Regions from separate parts of the Mus musculus genome. Here region 1 is linked to region 2. Evidence: chromatin contacts called from public HiChIP or PLAC-seq data. All regions are on one chromosome and are shown on one strand. Each heading gives the region's core, a stretch centred on a gene start, on an enhancer-like site or on the middle of the called end of the contact. The rest is flanking DNA. Distances are from core to core; before and after follow the strand shown.

Evidence for each region. HiChIP or PLAC-seq counts read pairs in DNA pulled down with a chosen protein or histone mark.
Region 1: an H3K27ac HiChIP or PLAC-seq map of embryonic stem cells shows a contact between it and region 2, with 3 times the contacts expected there. The contact joins the enhancer-like site here to the promoter of Sycp1 in region 2. A contact is called at or near these places in 10 of 39 promoter capture datasets (the 3T3-L1 cell line, the C10 cell line, HPC-7-derived erythroid cells and 5 more), 1 of 115 datasets of contacts at active chromatin or transcription factors (embryonic stem cells) and 1 of 9 other capture datasets (adipose tissue).

What each region holds. Positions count from the first base shown.
Region 1 is chr3:102,716,803-102,719,764 of GRCm38.p6, reverse strand. No RefSeq gene overlaps it. Among named protein-coding and RNA genes, the nearest start is that of Tspan2, 16 kb to the left of the region's middle. Within about 2 kb of position 1,649, at least 19 of the 459 cell types and tissues checked have an H3K27ac peak or open chromatin away from gene starts, as enhancers often do. A contact at or near this core is called in embryonic stem cells and trophoblast stem cells, where this site is marked.
Region 2 is chr3:102,934,783-102,937,654 of GRCm38.p6, reverse strand. Sycp1 (synaptonemal complex protein 1) reads left to right here and starts at 1,555. Exons shown (of 33, transcript NM_011516.2): 1 at 1,555-1,669; 2 at 1,990-2,111; 3 at 2,774-2,846. The coding sequence starts at 2,004.

The DNA of each region.
Region 1 (2,962 bases), core at 400-2,899, 220 kb after region 2:
GTTTTTCTCCCAAACTTCCAGATGGCTTGTCCCCTTGGCAAGTTGCTGCTAGAAAGAGGTTGTTTCCTTGGTAAGCCCTTTGGAACCTCTAGTCTGAATTTAACGACCCTACAGCTTTTTCTTTAGAATCTGCAGTAGACATTGACGGTGTTGTTGTTTGTTTTTTTTCCATTGAGGTGCTGAGGTTAGAAGTCAAAGTGATCAGCATGCTAGCAAGTAAGTGTTGTACCTCAGAGCCACACTACAAGCTCCTGATGGATTCGTTTTTCTCTAGAATTAGTCTTTGGAACTGTTACCTAGCTTCTTTGTGACTTTCCCTCTTGGAAGCTGTTTTACTGAGAACCCGTCGGGCTAACCGTGTTGTCTGGCCACAGTGAAGTGGGCTGGCAGGGCAAGCTCGCTCTGTGCCTTCAGGTCTGCCCCCGAAAACTGGAATTTGGAGAGGAGTGACTGAGGACTGGAGTGCTATTCATTCTGTCAAGAGTGGATCATTCCTGTCTGTCTGAGGCTATGGCACAGCCTCTGCCCCCTGCTCTTCTCCAGTCCTTCTCTCTGAAGTGAGCTGTCTTCTTCTAATATGCTAGCTTTATATTGAAGACAGACAGGTTCTGTTATTGTTACTTATAGCCAAAGAACCCCAAACAAGCTGCCTCCAATTCTCTATTCTCAGTCCATTCCTAGGCTCTGTCTCCATTAAGGCTCTTTAATGGCACTGAAGGTCATTAAAGAACCATGATCCAGATAGCTCGTAAACAACAACAGTCATTGCCCACATTTCTAGAGCAGCAGTTCTCAACCCGTGGGTTTTGACCCCCATGTGGGGGTTGAATGACCCTTTCACAGGAATCAGATAGCATATATTCACATTATAATTCATAATAGTAGCAAAATTAAAGTTTTGAAGTAGCAAGGAAATAATTTTATGGTTGAGGTCACCACAACATGAAGAACTGCATTAAAGGGTCGCAGCATTAGGGAGGTTGAGAACCACTGTTCGAGAGGCTTGTAGAGGAAGACCAAGATTGAGCACCCAATAGATTGGTATCTAGTGAGGCTCTTGTCTCATAGTGGCACTTTCCAGCTGCGGCTTAACACAGTGGAAGGAATGGCCACCCTGTTGAGTTCCCTTATGAGGGCATGGATGGCATTCGTGAGGGACTCTCATCTATGACCCAGTCACCTCCCAAGGTCTCCTGTAATAGAAGCAATCTAAGCTTATCCCCGACTAGCTTACAAGTAAATGAGACTCAGACTATGGTTATTCTATTTTTATTTTGTCTTTGACAATTGCTGGGGGCTCTCCCCTAATCTACTCTGCTAACTGCTGGCCTGGCTACCTCCACAGTGGTGTACCCCAGATATTTGCTGTTTCTCCTGGCCACGTGCTCACTGTCCATCTCTCCCCCTGGCAGCTTCCTCCTCTCCCTCAAATTTTCTTCCTCCTCCTCTTGGTCTCTCCTCATTCCTTCCTCTCCCATCCCCCCCCCCAAGCAGATAACTCCAAACCCACCTACCTCTAATCCCTCCAGTGATTGACTATAACCAATTTTATTTAACCAATAGTTTTAAACCAAGGAACAAGATTTGCACAACAAAAGCTTGTAAACCGGAGAATTCACTCCTAGGCCAAGACCTTCCACAGAATTTAGCATTACAATACACAGCAACAGACCAAACCTCAACTGTCTCTCACAACACTCACACTGCTGGTTAGTTTTCAGCATCTGCACTTTTTAAAAAAAATCAGAACCCAACCACAGCCTGCAAGGCCCAAACTAGTTGTCTCTCCACCACACCTTCCCACCACCCTCCTCCATGTCTCCTGAGACTTCTGAAAGTATAATGTAAAAACAAAATTCTAGGCCTTTAGGCCCAGGCTTGGGAATGTGACCTCTGTGATCCATTGCTCCAAGGTATGCTAATCATAAAACAAATAGCGACATTCCTCCACCCACTGCTTCCTGGGTTCAAAGAGTGTTCATTCAAAGAAAGTCATCCAGACCATTGCTGGAACCCGCTATGCAAATGTGCTATTGTTAGGGGCTCTTAGAAACTGTCTTGAGAGATACCCTGCACAATTACCAGGTATTCCTTGTGACTCTTGTGACTTTGCACTTCCTTGGGACTCTTAATCAACAATGCACTCCCCACTTCCTTGAGTTGAGGTTTCTTCCTTTAAATACCCCCTTACCCAGCTACTCGGCATGCCACGGTCCTCTACCCCTGCGTGGTGTATGACCCTGGGCCTGAGAGAGCTCTTGAATAAAAAAAAAATCCTCTTGCAGTTTGCAGCAAGACCGTTTCTTGTGAGTGATTTTGGGTGTCGCCTCTCCTGAGTCAGAACGTGGGGGAGTCCTCACATTGTGGGTCTTTCACTTTTTGCCCATTTCCCCTTCCTTGGGCTCTGCATGCTTTATGCTGGGTTTTTGCATGTGCTTGCTCATGCCTGCAGTGTGCTTTGGGGTCTGCAAATGTTCCTCCCAGCTATTGGCCAGATTTCAGGGTTGTAAGTTTTCCTGGAACACACCTGATACATCTATCACAACACATACCAGTTTGTAATTACAGTCAGCCTCCTTCCTGTGTGCATTGATTTTATACTCATGGGTTCAAGCAATGATGGATTGCAAACATTTGACTAAAAACCTGTGTCCTGAAAGGACATATTTTCTTTTTGTGTCATTATTCCCAAACCCCTGCCCCAGAAAAGAATAATAAATATTGACACAACATTCTCAGTATATTAGGTGAGAAGATGATTTGGAGTGTCTGGGAGAATGTGTATAGTTATGAAAACACCGTAGCATCTTCCATGTGAGAGTTGAGTACCTGCAGACTGGGCAGGATCCTGGGTCCCGTGGATGCTAAAGGAGGACTTTGTGTGTCTCTGGGTGAATTATCTGTTCATTGTTCACCTGCCTGCTGGTTGCTAAGCTGCACAAAGGTTCGACTCTGTGACTGG
Region 2 (2,872 bases), core at 306-2,805:
AGGGTGTACTTGTTAAAAATATTACTGCAGCTTAGTAGAAGCCTTTCAAAGCAAGAGGGTCCTTACGATCAATGCCTGATACTCTGAGGACTCTAGCTTTCAAAAAACCCAAATTCATTTGTAAGGAGAGAGTGAATTGAGAATGCACCCGAACAAAAGGGTTCTCTGCAGGGCCCCTGCCTGAAAAACAACCTCCTAAACATGAGTTTCTCTAGCTTTGGCCTTTAAGGCAGATAGAGGATGCAGTAGTTGGAGTCCAACGAACCAGTTTATGTCTTCAGCTGGCGACAGAACTTGGAGGTCAGCACTGATTTTGCAGGCAGGCTAGATGTGAGAATGAGGGGTCATGAAAACTGCAGTGACCACTGAGGGCAGGCAATACGTGTTAGGGTCTGATTCCCTGCAAGCCGGCCCTGGAGGCCATTGTATGAAGCTGTGAAGGTCAAGCCTAGGTTATAATGGAGAATCCAGCATGGTTGGAGATGCCAGGACTGTGAAGCCTCTGCAGAGGAAAGATGCAGGCATGAAATGGAGTTAGCTCAGTTGGGGAGAGCTGGGTCATGGCATGTCTCAAGACTATAATGATGATATATCTAGTTAGCCAAGCCTGATTCTTTGATTTCCCTCCCTTTTACTTAAGTTGAAACACACTAATTCAACCTGGTAAATGTACTTTCCCACTGACACCTCATCTCCACTACCCCTGTGGATCGATCATTCAGGTCCTTATATCTTGTCCTAGGTATTAAAACAGGCTCACTCCAGAAACCGGAACCATTCTTTATACCATGATTTTTCTTCCAAACATAATCATGCTAACCCTGATGCTCAAAATTTCATGATCCTCATTTGTAACGTCAAAAACACGCCCCTGCCCCCAACCAGTTTTAGCCTTCACCTCTTCTTTTTATGTCCAGCCTTGGCACTCTGTTTCCCCACCCAGTCTCCCCCATCCGGCCCTCCCCCCCCATCCTACTTCTTGGTCTCATTAAGACTCACAGACAGCTCCCGTTTTGCTTGCTTAGTCGGGGGTATTGTGTAGCCACAGCAAATGAAGTTACAAACACATACAGGAAGTTCTATAGACTCCCAAAGCCATCTTTAGCACCCAGCAACCACAGGACTCCTCAGAAATGACTTCTTTTTATGGGGCTTATGGCTGTAGCACAGGACTCATGTTTGGTTCTCAGCATCCACCAGGCAACTAACAACCATCTGTAACTCCAATTCCAAGGGCTCCTACTCCTTATGGATGCCCAGGACGCTGCACGTGGTGCACGGGTTGATGCATACATCCACATGAAACACTCTATAACACGCACCAGAACATAATAAATACAGCCTTAGAAAAGGAAAGCACTGAGACGCCTTTAAATGGCTATACACCAACGAGGGGGTTGGGGGGGGGCTTTCCCAGCATCCTCCGACAATTTTGAGCGCAGACTTGGTAGAGAACCCGGCACGTGGGAAGGGAAATCTCGCGAGAAGTGCTGCGCGCGAGATCCCGGCCAGCTGGACCAACCGTTAAATTGAGCCGGTCGCGGCCAGCCTCCCAGTCCCGCGAGTTCTCGGGCTTCCAGGAGGTTCTGAGGGGAAGCTCACGGTTCCGTTCCATGTCGTCTTCATAAAGGAGCGCACGCGGGGCCACGGGCCGCGGAGCCTGACAACGGTGAGGGTGTGGAGGGTGTCGGGGCCTGGGGCCCACGTACACACCTCTGTCACGCGTGTCCAGGTGCTTGGCTTCGCGGGCTTCGCGGGCCAGGGAGGCCCCGGGCCCTGGGCCTCAGGCAGTCGCGGGCGGCCTTCGAGGTTCGGGCTGGGCCCGTGGTCGCGTGGCCGGCTGGAGTGGAGAGATGGTGCGGCCGTGCAGGCTTTCACCGTGCAGGCCACACGCGCCGCAGGGTGACACGGACGCTGGGCCCCTCTGAGGGACCTGGCTCACTGTACTTCGGCCTCACCCAGCCGTGTGACCTCTTCCCTTCCCCCGAGGCCCAGGAGGCAGCATGGAGAAGCAAAAGCCCTTCACACTGTTCGTCCCGCCGAGGCTGAGCAGCAGTCAAGTGTCCGCCGTGAAACCGCAGACGGCGGGAGGAGACTCCAACTACTTCAAGGTCAGCTTGCGTGGGCGCTTCGGAGACAGTGCCCGGGCCCGGGACGGGGCGAAAGGCACGTGCAGCCGCCGAGCCCGGAGACCTGAGGTCCACCCCTAGAAAGTTCCATCCCTAGAACGCACGCGGTCAAGGCGAGAAGGGTGGCTTCCACACCACGGGCACGTGTGCGAGCCCACAGAGACTCACGAGAGAGATGCTAATAAGAAAAGCATGCCTTACACTTTGTATGTTACATTAATCGCTGATATACCCTAAAATTTGGGGTGGATTTTTTTTTTTTTTTTTTTTGCCCGTAATTACAGGCCTTATTGTATGTTGCCAACATTCAAACTTTTTAGACTCCTTTAAACGTGATTCTTGTAAAATTCACTGCTGGGCTGGAGAAATGGCTCCGCCCCCAATAGCACATACAATTCCCAGTATTTCTACTTTTGCAGGGCCGGGTCTTTGATATGTTGTTAATGCTACAGGTAATTTCTGCTATAGCTAAGACATGTCATTGATATTTGATTTAGTGAAGATCTCAATTTGGTTGAGTGAGATTGAAGGAAACCATATACTATTGAAATTATTAATATTCTAGAATATACAAAGTTTCTGTTATGTAATAACAGTAAAGAGGTATTGAGCAGAATATTTAAAGAACCTCTTTGTATTTCTAGACTGCCAACAAATGTACAGAAGGTGATTTTGGTGTTCCATTTACAATGTCCAGTCGGGAAAACATTGATAAAGGTAGGTTTGGACAAATATGTAAATTT